Linked DNA regions of Rattus norvegicus: region 1 is linked to region 2. The links are chromatin contacts, called in public Hi-C maps. All regions are on one chromosome and are shown on one strand. The core of a region is the stretch at or near the end of the contact, and the rest is flanking DNA. Distances in the headings are between cores, read along the strand shown.

The links. Hi-C and Micro-C count contacts between places; a contact is called where the count stands out from the background.
Region 1: a contact with region 2 is called in a Hi-C map of liver, with 4 times the contacts expected there. The contact joins the promoter of Faap20 here to the promoter of Rer1 in region 2. A contact is called at or near these places in 12 of 12 Hi-C or Micro-C datasets (the A7r5 cell line, the Rat2 cell line, Schwann cells and 7 more) and 1 of 1 datasets of contacts at active chromatin or transcription factors (oligodendrocytes).

Annotation. Positions count from the first base shown.
Region 1 is chr5:171,088,309-171,093,571 of GRCr8, forward strand. Faap20 (FA core complex associated protein 20) reads left to right here and starts at 2,657. Exons shown (of 4, transcript NM_001108698.1): 1 at 2,657-2,917; 2 at 3,366-3,510; 3 at 3,614-3,888. The coding sequence starts at 2,856.
Region 2 is chr5:170,927,621-170,933,178 of GRCr8, forward strand. Rer1 (retention in endoplasmic reticulum sorting receptor 1) reads right to left here and starts at 1,360. Exons shown (of 7, transcript NM_001039012.1): 1 at 1,313-1,360. Morn1 (MORN repeat containing 1) reads left to right here and starts at 1,713. Exons shown (of 14, transcript NM_001005544.1): 1 at 1,713-1,792; 2 at 2,558-2,629; 3 at 4,557-4,655. The coding sequence starts at 1,717.

The sequences.
Region 1 (5,263 bases), core at 1,407-3,906, 160 kb after region 2:
ATGGTAAACCCGGTTCCCAAGAAGGCAAGGAGAATGTTGGAAGTCAAGCAGGACTTGGATGACCCCAGCAGCTTCCAACTGGGGTTCTGATGGACGGGTTCACCTAGTCCACCAGCTTACCAGCCCCTGTTGACGGCAGAGATCAATCTGGTGACCAGCTTTGCTAGTGAGAAAGTCAGGATTCTGTTAATACCACCTTGAGAAAATAGCTTGCTGAGACACCAACCCGGCCGGCAGACCCTCGGCACTTCTGAGACTAGCTTTGGAGGGTGGAGTTTAGGCTTTTCCTCCAAGAAAATACGGTCTAATGATGGACAAGGCCAAAGAGAAAAAGGTGGGCTCAACCTGGGTGTGGGTGGGCAGATGCAGGCAGCTTTACTGCTTCCCACACTGGGTCACTTTCTGCATCACCAGTGTGTCTCCTCCAAAGGGCCGAAGTATCCTTTTGTAACTGTGAATCTTGGCTCAGAAGGAAAGTTGTTTCTGCAATGCAAGGGTTAATCCCAAGCAGAAAGTATTTTCCAGTAAATTCCTTGTCACCACAACAGATAGCTCCAGGAGAGTGAAATCCTTTCACCGTATTCAATCTTAGGTTTTTAAATTTTTTTCTTTTAATTTATTTTGTTTTTCAAGACAGGGTTTCTCTTTGTGTAACCCTGGCTGTCCTGGAACTTGATTTGTAAACCAGGCTGGCCTTGAACTCACATTGAGCCACATGCTTCTGCCTCCTGAGTGCTGGAATTAAAGGCAACACCACCACCTGGCTTCAACTTTACATTCTGGAGAGATAGCTCAGTGGTTAACAGCACTTCACTGCTCTTCTAGTGGTCCCAGTTCCCAGCAATCACATGGTGGCTCACAACCATTTATACTGGGATCTGATGCCCTCTTCTGGCATGCAGGTGTAGGTGCAGCTAGAGCACTTACATACATATTTTTTTTTTCTTTTTCTTTTTCTCAGAGCTGGGGACCGAACCCAGGGCCTTGCACTTGCTAGGCAAGCGCTCTACCACTGAGCTAAATCTCCAACCCCCATAAATATTTTTTTAAAAATTCCTTCCTCTGTGGTGTGAGCATACACACCATAGTGGAGGTCAGGAGACAACCTCACTTTCCATATTGTTTAAGGCAGTCTCCTCTTTGGTTCCTGTCTCTGCTCATCTCAAAGTACCCTGGGAGTCCAGACTTGTGCTGTCCGGCATGGTTTCACGTTGGTTTTGAGAACTGACCTCAGGGCCTCATGCTTGCACAGACACTTTGCCCACTGAGACATCTCCTCAGTCCAAATTCAACTTTTTGCTTTTTTGTTTTTGTTTTTGTTTTTTTTTCAGAGCTGGGGACCAAACCCAGGGTCTTGCGCTTACTAGGCAAGCGCTCCACCACTGAGCTAAATCCCCAACCCCTTGTTTTGTCTTGAGACAGGATCTTTCTTCATAGCCCTGTTATCCTGGAACTCACTCCACAGAGCAAACTCATAGAGACCCTCCTGCCTCTGCCTCCTGAGCACTGGGATGAAAGGTCTGTGCCAGCACCGTTCAAATTAAACTTTTAAAGCCTTTCTTGGCAATACTTCGCAGACAGCTGGGACAAGGTCACTGCTGGGGCTGCTCATTACCCTGCTTCTACCTCCTCAGGTTCTAAAGATGGTTGGATTGGGGCTGGAGCGACGATTTAATGGTTAAGAACATTTCCTTTCTTTCTTTCTTTTTTTTTTTTTTTTCGGAGCTGGGGACCGAACCCAGGGCCTTGCACTTGCTAGGCAAGCGCTCTACCACTGAGCTAAATCCCCAACCCCAGTTAAGAACATTTGCTCCTCTTTGCAAAGGATCCAGGTTCATTTCCCAGCATCCGCATGGTAGCTCGCAACTGTAACCACAGTTCTAGGAGATCCAAGATCTTTTCCCACCTCTGTGGGCAGCAGACACATACCGCACAGATATCTGCTCTCGGATCCTTAGGAGATTAAACTTGCTGATCCTCTTCAAGCCTACAGAGATAGAAGACAACCTCGGTCCGGAATCCATCCCCGACCCTGGCCTGGACACAATTTCCAGGTTGTGGAACCTGGAAGTACTCACAGTAGGGGTGATCTCACCTAAAGATGAGAGGCAAAGTTCTGACTGGAGGAAGAGCCAGGAAAGGGGTTAGGGAGTCAGATGGTTGCAGGACAGGCTTTTGGACCGTCCCTGACCCCTGGGGGCTTTGCAGTAGAATGCTATTAGCGAATCCCAATGCGTCTGTCAAAGTGCCTGGGCTTTTGCTGCCACCAAGTGATGGGTTGCAGGATTGCAGGGCGGGTTATTGGCTAGGTAGGAAACCGGGGATTTTCTCTCTGAGCCTTCATCCCCTGGGCTTTGAGGTTTCATTGCCTCTCTCTTTGGTAGAAAAACCCAGTTCCTTCTATAAGAAGAAGAGGAAGATGATGGCAAAACTGGACTTGGGAATCTGGCCCTGTCCATGGGGCCCTCCTGAGAAAGGCCAAAGAACTGGAAACTGAGGCAGGGCATTGTCTAGTACCACTGGGAGGTGCCATCAGCAGGGCAAGCCTGACAGTTCTCAGCACGTGTTGACAGATGGGAGCCCAGGCTCCAGGGTCTGCACAGGGTCGGGTGGGTCCAATCTCGCACCCCTGCAAACTGGAGGTCAGCTCCACGCTGTCGCGACTCTCCCTCAAGGCGGCAGCCTCGTGTTCCCAACGGTTGGGATCTCGGCGCCTTAGATTTCCAGCGCCACAAAAGGGAGCTGGCACTTGGCAGAGCGGAGAGCGGGGGCTCTGGAAGCCTCCGGAGCGGGTCCCGGTCGGAGGGCGGGTCTGGCTGTAAGTCTCACTTCCGCCGGACGCTCTTAGGAGAAGGATGGAGGAGGAGCGGAGGCTGCGGGGGAGGCTGAGCCGCCGCAGGCCGCCCGCAGGGGGCGGGTGAGGCGGGACAGAGCGGAGGGGTGGGGTCCTGGGGGCTTTGGAAGGAGGTGGGAGCCTGGGAAGGCGGTGGGGACGCCGCGACGTTCCCGCCTAGCTGCGGGGTTCCTCGCACACGTGCATCGCGCTACTAGCCACGCTCCGCCTCTCTCCGGGCGCGGTCGCTTCTTCCGCCCCAACCCTGCAGTCCCCATCGCCACCTCCGCCACCCCTCTTTCCGTCGCCTATTTAGCCTCTCCTTTCGCAGCTCCAGGCTCCATTTCCTCCTAGAGTTCGTTTACCCTTCAACGTGAGGTTCATTCCTGTCCCCTTACTATGGGCTCCCTCCTCCTCCATTACTCCACTGTGGGCTTGCTCCCCACCCCAGCCTTGTTGCCCCTCACTGTAGAACCAACCCTTCGTGACATCTACCATGGATCCCCTGGCTGACCCTTCTTATGATTCCCAGGCCCCCTAACTGCCGCCCCTGGTTTCTCTCGGAGGAAAGTAAGAGTGAGCCGTGGGCTGCTCTGCTGCGCAGCACCGTGGGCGGGAACACGGATTGGACCCCGAACAGTCAGCCATTACCACCGCTGCCTGCTTTTCCCAGCCAGGTGTGTCCAAAAACACTAAGCCGGGATGACTCCGGAGAGGGATCTCAGGCCCTGGGGAGGTCATGGTGTTGGTGGCTATGACCTTAAGGGCACTGCTTTTCAGGAATCTCTGCCTGACCCAGAGTCCACTGTGCCTCCTGAGGTCTTCACTGTAGGATCCAAGACTTTTTCCTGGACGCCTTTTCCGCCTGCCCTTCGTGGCTCTGGAAGCTCCTGCCGCCTGTTACGTTGTCCTGAAGGCTCTCCGGGGTCACCTGCTCCATCCCTGAAAGGATGCCCTGCACTGGATTCCCGTCAAACTCCCAGCACCCAGGAGTGTGTGCAGAGTCAACTTGTGTTGCTGAACTGCCCATTGTGCCAGAAGGCATTTGACCCGAAGTGAGTGTCCCATCCCAGACCTCAGGCTGAAGACTTAGCTGGATGTAAGGCCCACTGGCTTAGGAGGCAAAGAGAGTGCCTGGTGGGGCTCAGGCCTTTTGTTTATGTAACTAATTTTTAAATTATAAATATTTACATACATGTGTGCCTGGCACGCATGCATGTGGAGGTCAGAAGACAACTTCTTGAAGTCTGTTCTGGCCTTCTATCACGTGAGTCCAGGGGTTGAACTCAGGTCCTCAGATTTGCTGAGCCTTTATTTGCTGAGCTTTCTTGCTAGTCCTGGTTAATCAAGCACAGAGTTGGCTTGATTAAATAGCTGTCAGAACATGAGGCAGGTGGGACCCTAGTTCAGAGCCCAACAGGCTCCTCCAGATGATTACAAAAGAAATTGTGCTGAGCTGGAAGTGGAGGCTTATGTGCTTTTAATCCCAGCCTTTGAGGGACAGATGTCTGAGTTCCAGGCCAGCCTGGTCTACATAGTGAATTCCGGAACAGCCAGTGCTATGTAGAGAGAGATCCTGTCTCAAAAAAAATGTGCATATTTATTGTTTGTGTAGTATATGTACATGTTCAGAGGGTTTGTACACAGAGGTGCTAGGGTGGGCTACACAGTGGGCTCAGGATACGCCTGTCTGTCCTGCCACCAGTACCTGTATCACGAATGTATACAGCCTTTTACATTGGTAATGTTTGCATAGAAGGTACGTTACCATTAACTGAGCCATCTTTCTAACCTCCAAAATGTGGCTTTTAAAAAAAAAAATCAGATTCAAGCCTTTATGAATTTGGGAGGGTCCCCAATCCCACCCCTCGACAACAGCTCTCTACTCATACCTATATAGCTGAGACAAGGGGGATGTTGACAGGGCTGCCTTGAGTCAGGTTATGACTGTACCCAACTGGGGTCCTGTTTATGTGACAGTGAGTGATTTGTAAAGCTGACACCTCTGTGCTTCTTACCAATCAAGAGACCCAGGGGCAGAAGCTGAGGGCTTAAGCCCTTTTGGGGAATTCATTCTCGAAGAGCCCATCAGATTCCTGATTATGTCAGGGCTCCCGCTCTTGTTCCGGGACAGCCTTTTGTCTGTGCTGTCCTTTGGTGTGTCTAAGAAAAGACTCTTGGAAGATAGGGCCATTGAAGAGGGGGCTCACTCCATCCGTTGGGTGCTGTTCAAGCAGCCATTTGAGAGCTTGGCAAAGCACCCTGCTTTTTTTTTTTTTTTTTTTTTTTTTTTTGGTTCTATTTTTCGGAGCTGGGGACCGAACCCAGGGCCTTGCGCTTCCTAGGCAAGCGCTCTACCACTGAGCTAAATCCCCAACCCCAGCACCCTGCTTTTTAAGGGTAGGTGTCAGCGAGGTAGGCTCAAGTCTT
Region 2 (5,558 bases), core at 110-2,609:
CCTTGTCTGGTTTTAGGGTGGGCCTCACACCTACAGTGCTTGCCACATACCTACTGAAATTGCTCTATGTTCCGTCACAAAAAAAGCAAGAGAAAAACTGTTCTAAGGGGGACACAAGTACTACACACAGAGCTTGTGCCCCATGCCTTGTTCTGGAGTCCATCATTTGGTTAGTTTCTGCAATCCATCACTCCTAAATTAGGAATACAGAAGAGAGGAGAAAGCTCTCTGCACAGCATATGAGGTGGGGGTAAGGGTGCCCGTCACTGCCTCCTGGTCAAGGAATGGCATGTGCATGCTTCAAGAGTTGTTCCCTTTCTGCCAACCCTTCCAGACCCTGTCCCTCTGAGTCCTTCCCTCTCTGGCCCCTCCCACCTTTAGGGGGTGGGTGGAGTGGGGATGATCAACTCAGATTTTCCCCAGTTCTTTCTTTACATCCTACCTCCACTGCAACCAGTTCCCCAACACACAACCTGGATCTAAGGCACAGAGTATGGGTTTCCTGATGCTCTTTTGAGCACTTATGAGGGATTTCCACATATTGTGAGTTTAAAAAAAAACTCACATCAAAAAAAAAAAAGTTGCAAGACATATAACTAGTCTCTAGTCCTTTTTTTTCCCCCCCAGACAGGGTTCCTCCATGTAGACCGGGCTGTCCTGGAACTTGCTCTGTAGACCGGGCTGGCCTCAAACTCACAGCCTTTGCCTCACGTAAAGGCGTGCACCACCACCACCTGGGTAGTATCTATTATTAAGAGTCAGGAAAGAAAAGCCACTCGGGTGTTCTCAATGTGAAGGTAGGTAGCCCTCTTGCACCGAAACCCTGCTAAGGAAGACAATGTATCTGCACGGGGCTGGAGGTACAGCCTAGAGGGCTGGGGATTTTACTGCCTTACTGTCACCGTATAATCTAGACCCATTTAACCAGCAACCCTTCAATCCATTCAGTAACGTCTTCGCACTCTGGCTTAATTCCTACACGTGTGCCCCGAAACCGAACACGGTAGTGGGGTAGCAGTAGGACACCTAACACATGCCGCCCGGATCTGTGAGGACGACAACAGGCCACCTTCTTCCGAAGCCAGGACCCGGGGGGTTTGGGGGGAGCGAGCCGCGGCCGGATGGGGCAGCGTTTAGCATTCCCCTCGCGTACCCCTCTCGGATATCGGCCGGCCCCTGGCAACCCCTCGCCAGTATCAAAGGCGCTGCCTGGCCCCGCCCGCCTGCCCGCCCGCCCATGGCCTTGACAGTACAGAGGAAGGCGGCGGTGTGCCGCCCGGCCAGGTCCGCACCACCAGCCCACCCCCAGCACCTCGCAGCTCCGGTGCAGCCGAGCCGCGGTCTCCCTCACGGCTGCGGAAGGAGGATGGCGGGCAGGGCGGCCGCCAGAGCTCGGCTCCGGATCCGGGAAGCTGCACAGGCACTTCCGTTCCGTCCCGCGGCGCCGCCTCCAGCCGCCAAGATGGCCGCGGGGCGGGGCCCAAGCTCCAACCATTTCCGCTTCCGGTATGGACGCCGAGGCCGTTGGCGGGAGTGCTTCCCGGCGGAAGAATGGAGTTGGCGGAAATGCGCCGTACTGCACAGGCGCATTGCCGTCCTCAGGCTCCGGAAACGACGCGTTTGCTTTGAATATTATGGTCACCTGGCCACGCCCCATAGCAACCGGAGGCCAATGGCAGGCAGCTTTGTGGTTGCCAGGGAAACTTTGGCGGCAAGATGGCGGCAGCTGAGGATCAGAACCCGGCTTCGCTCCAACCTCTCCGGCACTCGCCGAGACTGCGACCGCGAAACGGTACGGGCTGCGTATCCCCGCTGGAGCTCGGTTGCGTTCGCGTTCTCCACAGGCGTGGTCCAGGTTGCAGTCTCACGGCCAGGCGGCCCTGTGTCAGGGGGGCCGATAGAGTCGAGGTCAGACTGGCCTGGGTGAGCACACAAGAACTGGGATTGCGGGCCCGCCCAATGCAGTCTGATAGAAAATTGTCCTAAAACCGGAGAAACAGGTCGATATGAGGCCAGAGTCCACGGCAGTGCCACTGTCTTCCCGTTCCAGGCTGAGACTTGCTGGCAAGGAAGCAGTGGGGTTGCTTATGAGGAACAGAGATGGGTGTTGGGTGTGATGTCTCAGAGCTACATGATAAAAGATGAGGCTAGCTAGGAGTTCTTAGGAGTAAATGTGGATTTTTGTCCCGTGGGGACAGGAGGATGGTGAAGGTCTTGGCAGGGTAGGCTCTTCGCTGTATCCTAAGTGAGCTTGTTCACTGCTTCTGTGGCCTCACCACCTCCATTTGAATCCTTCCCCTTAAAAGCCTACAATCAGCTTTGGTCCTAGCCCTCTTCTGGCCAAGCCTGACTTTTCCTCGCTACTTATCCATGTAGCAAAACCGAAGGGAAGGAGAGGGAGCATACATCTTGATCGATTAACCAAGGTGAAGCATCCTGTCACGTTAAAAAGATTGATGAGAAGTGACCTGAAGACTACTCCAGACCCTGAAATGCCTCATCTCTGTGTCTACTGATGTCAAAACATCATGATGTTCACCTTCTTTTCTGTACACAGGCTATGGCGTATATGTATACCCAAATTCTTTCTTCCGCTATGAAGGAGAATGGAAGGGAGGCAAGAAACATGGTAAGAGGCCTCTGGTCATTCTAGAGCCCATACCAGAGACAGATTCCTGAGCAGTGTGGGAGGCAGTTAGTCTTGTACCAAACATAGCCCAGTACTGTGCCTGCACACTGGTACCACTTGGCCCCAGTTATGGCGGAACCAATGGAAGACTTGTAGGCTTGGAGCTCATCACATGCTGGTGGGTGGTAGAACTATGGGTGGAAAGGAAAGAGTGGTGCGGTGGTCCCAGAGTGACACACACAAACACCATCATGGCGTACTGTCTGCTTGTTATTGGACACCCAGGGCTCTAATCCTCAGAGTTAGTGTCTCTGTGTTCCAAACAAAAAAACAAAAAACAAAAGCAAAAAATGGTAAAACTTGAGAAAGAAAGAACCCTGCTCTGTGCATCATGCCTGTGAGCATTGCAGTTTATAGAAAACCACCAGACAACGGCCAGAAGAGATGGAGATTTTGCTGTAAGACATTGGATCTGTTGATTCCTGGGGAAAGGCAGCTGCGTTCTCAGCAGTCTGCCTCCTGTTGACTCTCTTAGAAGCACGGAGGGTCTGCTGTATTTTCCCACTTGGGAGGCAGAGGCTGGTAGATCTCAAGTTCAAGGCCAGCCTTACTGCAGCCTTACCATGAATTTCAAGACAGCCAGAACCACATACAGAAATCTTGTCTCAGAAAACCAAAAAGAAGGAAGGAAGGAAGGAAGGGAGAGAGAAAGAAAGGACTATATTTTTAGAAAACCTGAGCAATAGAGGGAAGAAGTACAAAATGAGCATACCCTGGAATGACCCGCTCACACACGTACACGCATATCAGAGAAGTACTGAGTCTAGACTTTCCAGTGTCTAGACTTAATGGCTTTTTTTCCATTTTTAGACCCTGCCTGCCCCATAAGCAAGAAGGCTTGTCACATCTGCTGGCTACCAGAGTCTCCTCTTCATTTTCTTTTCTTTATCTTTTTGTTGTTTTTTGTGTTTGAGACACGACCTTGCTATATTATATAGCCCAGGCTGGCCTTGAACCCACAATCCTTTGGCTTCAGCCTCCCAAGTGCACCACTGCACCCAGTCTCTACAAATATTGTCTTTATTATTTGTTTTTTGCTTTCTTGCGACCCCAGGACCTGTAAGAATGAGGCAAGTGACCCACCAGCAGGCTGTGTCCTTAGCACCATTCAGCTTTTGCTTAGTGTTCTCACCACACAGGTGTTTCTCATGCCTCCACCACCCACCATTAAGGATTATCTTACCGTAAGCAGGCACCAAGGCTCATGTCTACAGCTATTGTCAGAGCCGCCTGAAGAGTCGCCCACTTTTAAAGAATGTTCTCCAGGGGCCAGAAAGATGGCTCAGAAGAGTGCTTGCTGCACTGCACTTGCAGAAGACCAGAGTTCGGGGTTGGGGATTTAGCTCAGTGGTAGAGCGCTTGCCTAGGAAGCGCAAGACCCTGGGTTCGGTCCCCAGCTCCGAAAAAAAAAAAAAAAAAAGACCAGAGTTCAGTTCCCAGCACTTATATCAGGTTGCTCATAACAGTCCATAACCCTAGCTCTGGGGAACCTGACACCAACTTCCAGTCTTCATGGGCACTGGAGACTGGACACAGATACTCGTGCACCACACACACACACACACACACACACACACACACACACGTCCTTTGTCCCCATGTGGATGAAGGACAAACAAGGTCTCATGTGCACAGCTCACACCTCTGTGGTCACTTCAACGAGAGCTGGTGGTCAGGAATGTGTTGCTTTGTTTATATGAGTTTCCGCTATGTTGCCCAGATTAGCCCAGCCTCCCGAGTAGCTAGATGACAGACATGCACCACCACAGCAACTGAGGTTTTCACTTGGAAAAGGGAGCCCTACCCACATGGGTTGTTGGGCTGTGGCCACTCCCACGAGCCGATTGCACTTTGTTTCTCTCACCAGGTCATGGGAAGCTATTGTTTAAAGATGGAAGTTATTATGAAGGCGAATTTGTGAATGGAGAAATCACTGGGGAAGGCTACCAGCACTGGGCCTGGTCAGGTTAGCATCGGACAGAGGTGGGCTGCTGACTCTGTCCCCATAAACCCTCCCAGAGTTTATGGCCACACAAAATGCTGTGTGTAAACAGGGAGAGCTTCAGGCTCCAGTAAGAGAGGATAGCATTCAGGCTGGGGCCAGGCAGTGTGAGGCCCACAGCCTGGACTGCCTTTATGCCTGCAGAAGGCCTAGTCTAGTAAAAGGGTGCCCTGGGGCTCCTAGGTAAGGGTTGGCCCTCACCTGTGCAGACAACTTGGTCTTCTCTATAACACCCGTTTGAAATAAAGTTTTATCATCCCAAAGTTACAGTTTTCTTCTACATTAAAAGTTTGTTAGGAGGGACTGGGGATTTAGCTCAGTGGTAGAGCGCTTGCCTAGGAAGCGCAAGGCCCTGGGTTCCGTCCCCAGCTCCGAAAAAAAGAACAACAACAAAAAAAAGTATGTTAGGAGCTGGAGAGATGGTCCAGTGGTTAAGAACACCAGCTGCTCTTCCCGAGGGCCTGAGATCAATTCCCAGCAACTACATGGTGGCTCGCAACCATCTATATAACATGATCTGATGCCCTCTCCTGGTATGAAGGTGTACATGCAGATAGAGACTCATACATAAAATAAAGAAATTTTTAAAGAAATTTTTTAGACCAGAGGTGGTCACGCATGCCTTTAATGCCAACACTTAAAATAAGCAAAGATATTTCAGTCATACTGCATCCCTGGATGGGCAGACTGCTCCGTGGCTTCCATGCCAGTGGCCATAGGTGTTTCCTGGAGCTTCGGGCTGCGTAGTTAGTCAGTCGGTTGTTAGCCCTGGGGGAGCTTTTCTCTTGGACTTAGTGTCCAACTGTTTTTAAAAAGCCAGGGAAGTCCTTCTTGGCAGTGCCACAGGCAGTGACTTCCTAGGCAGTC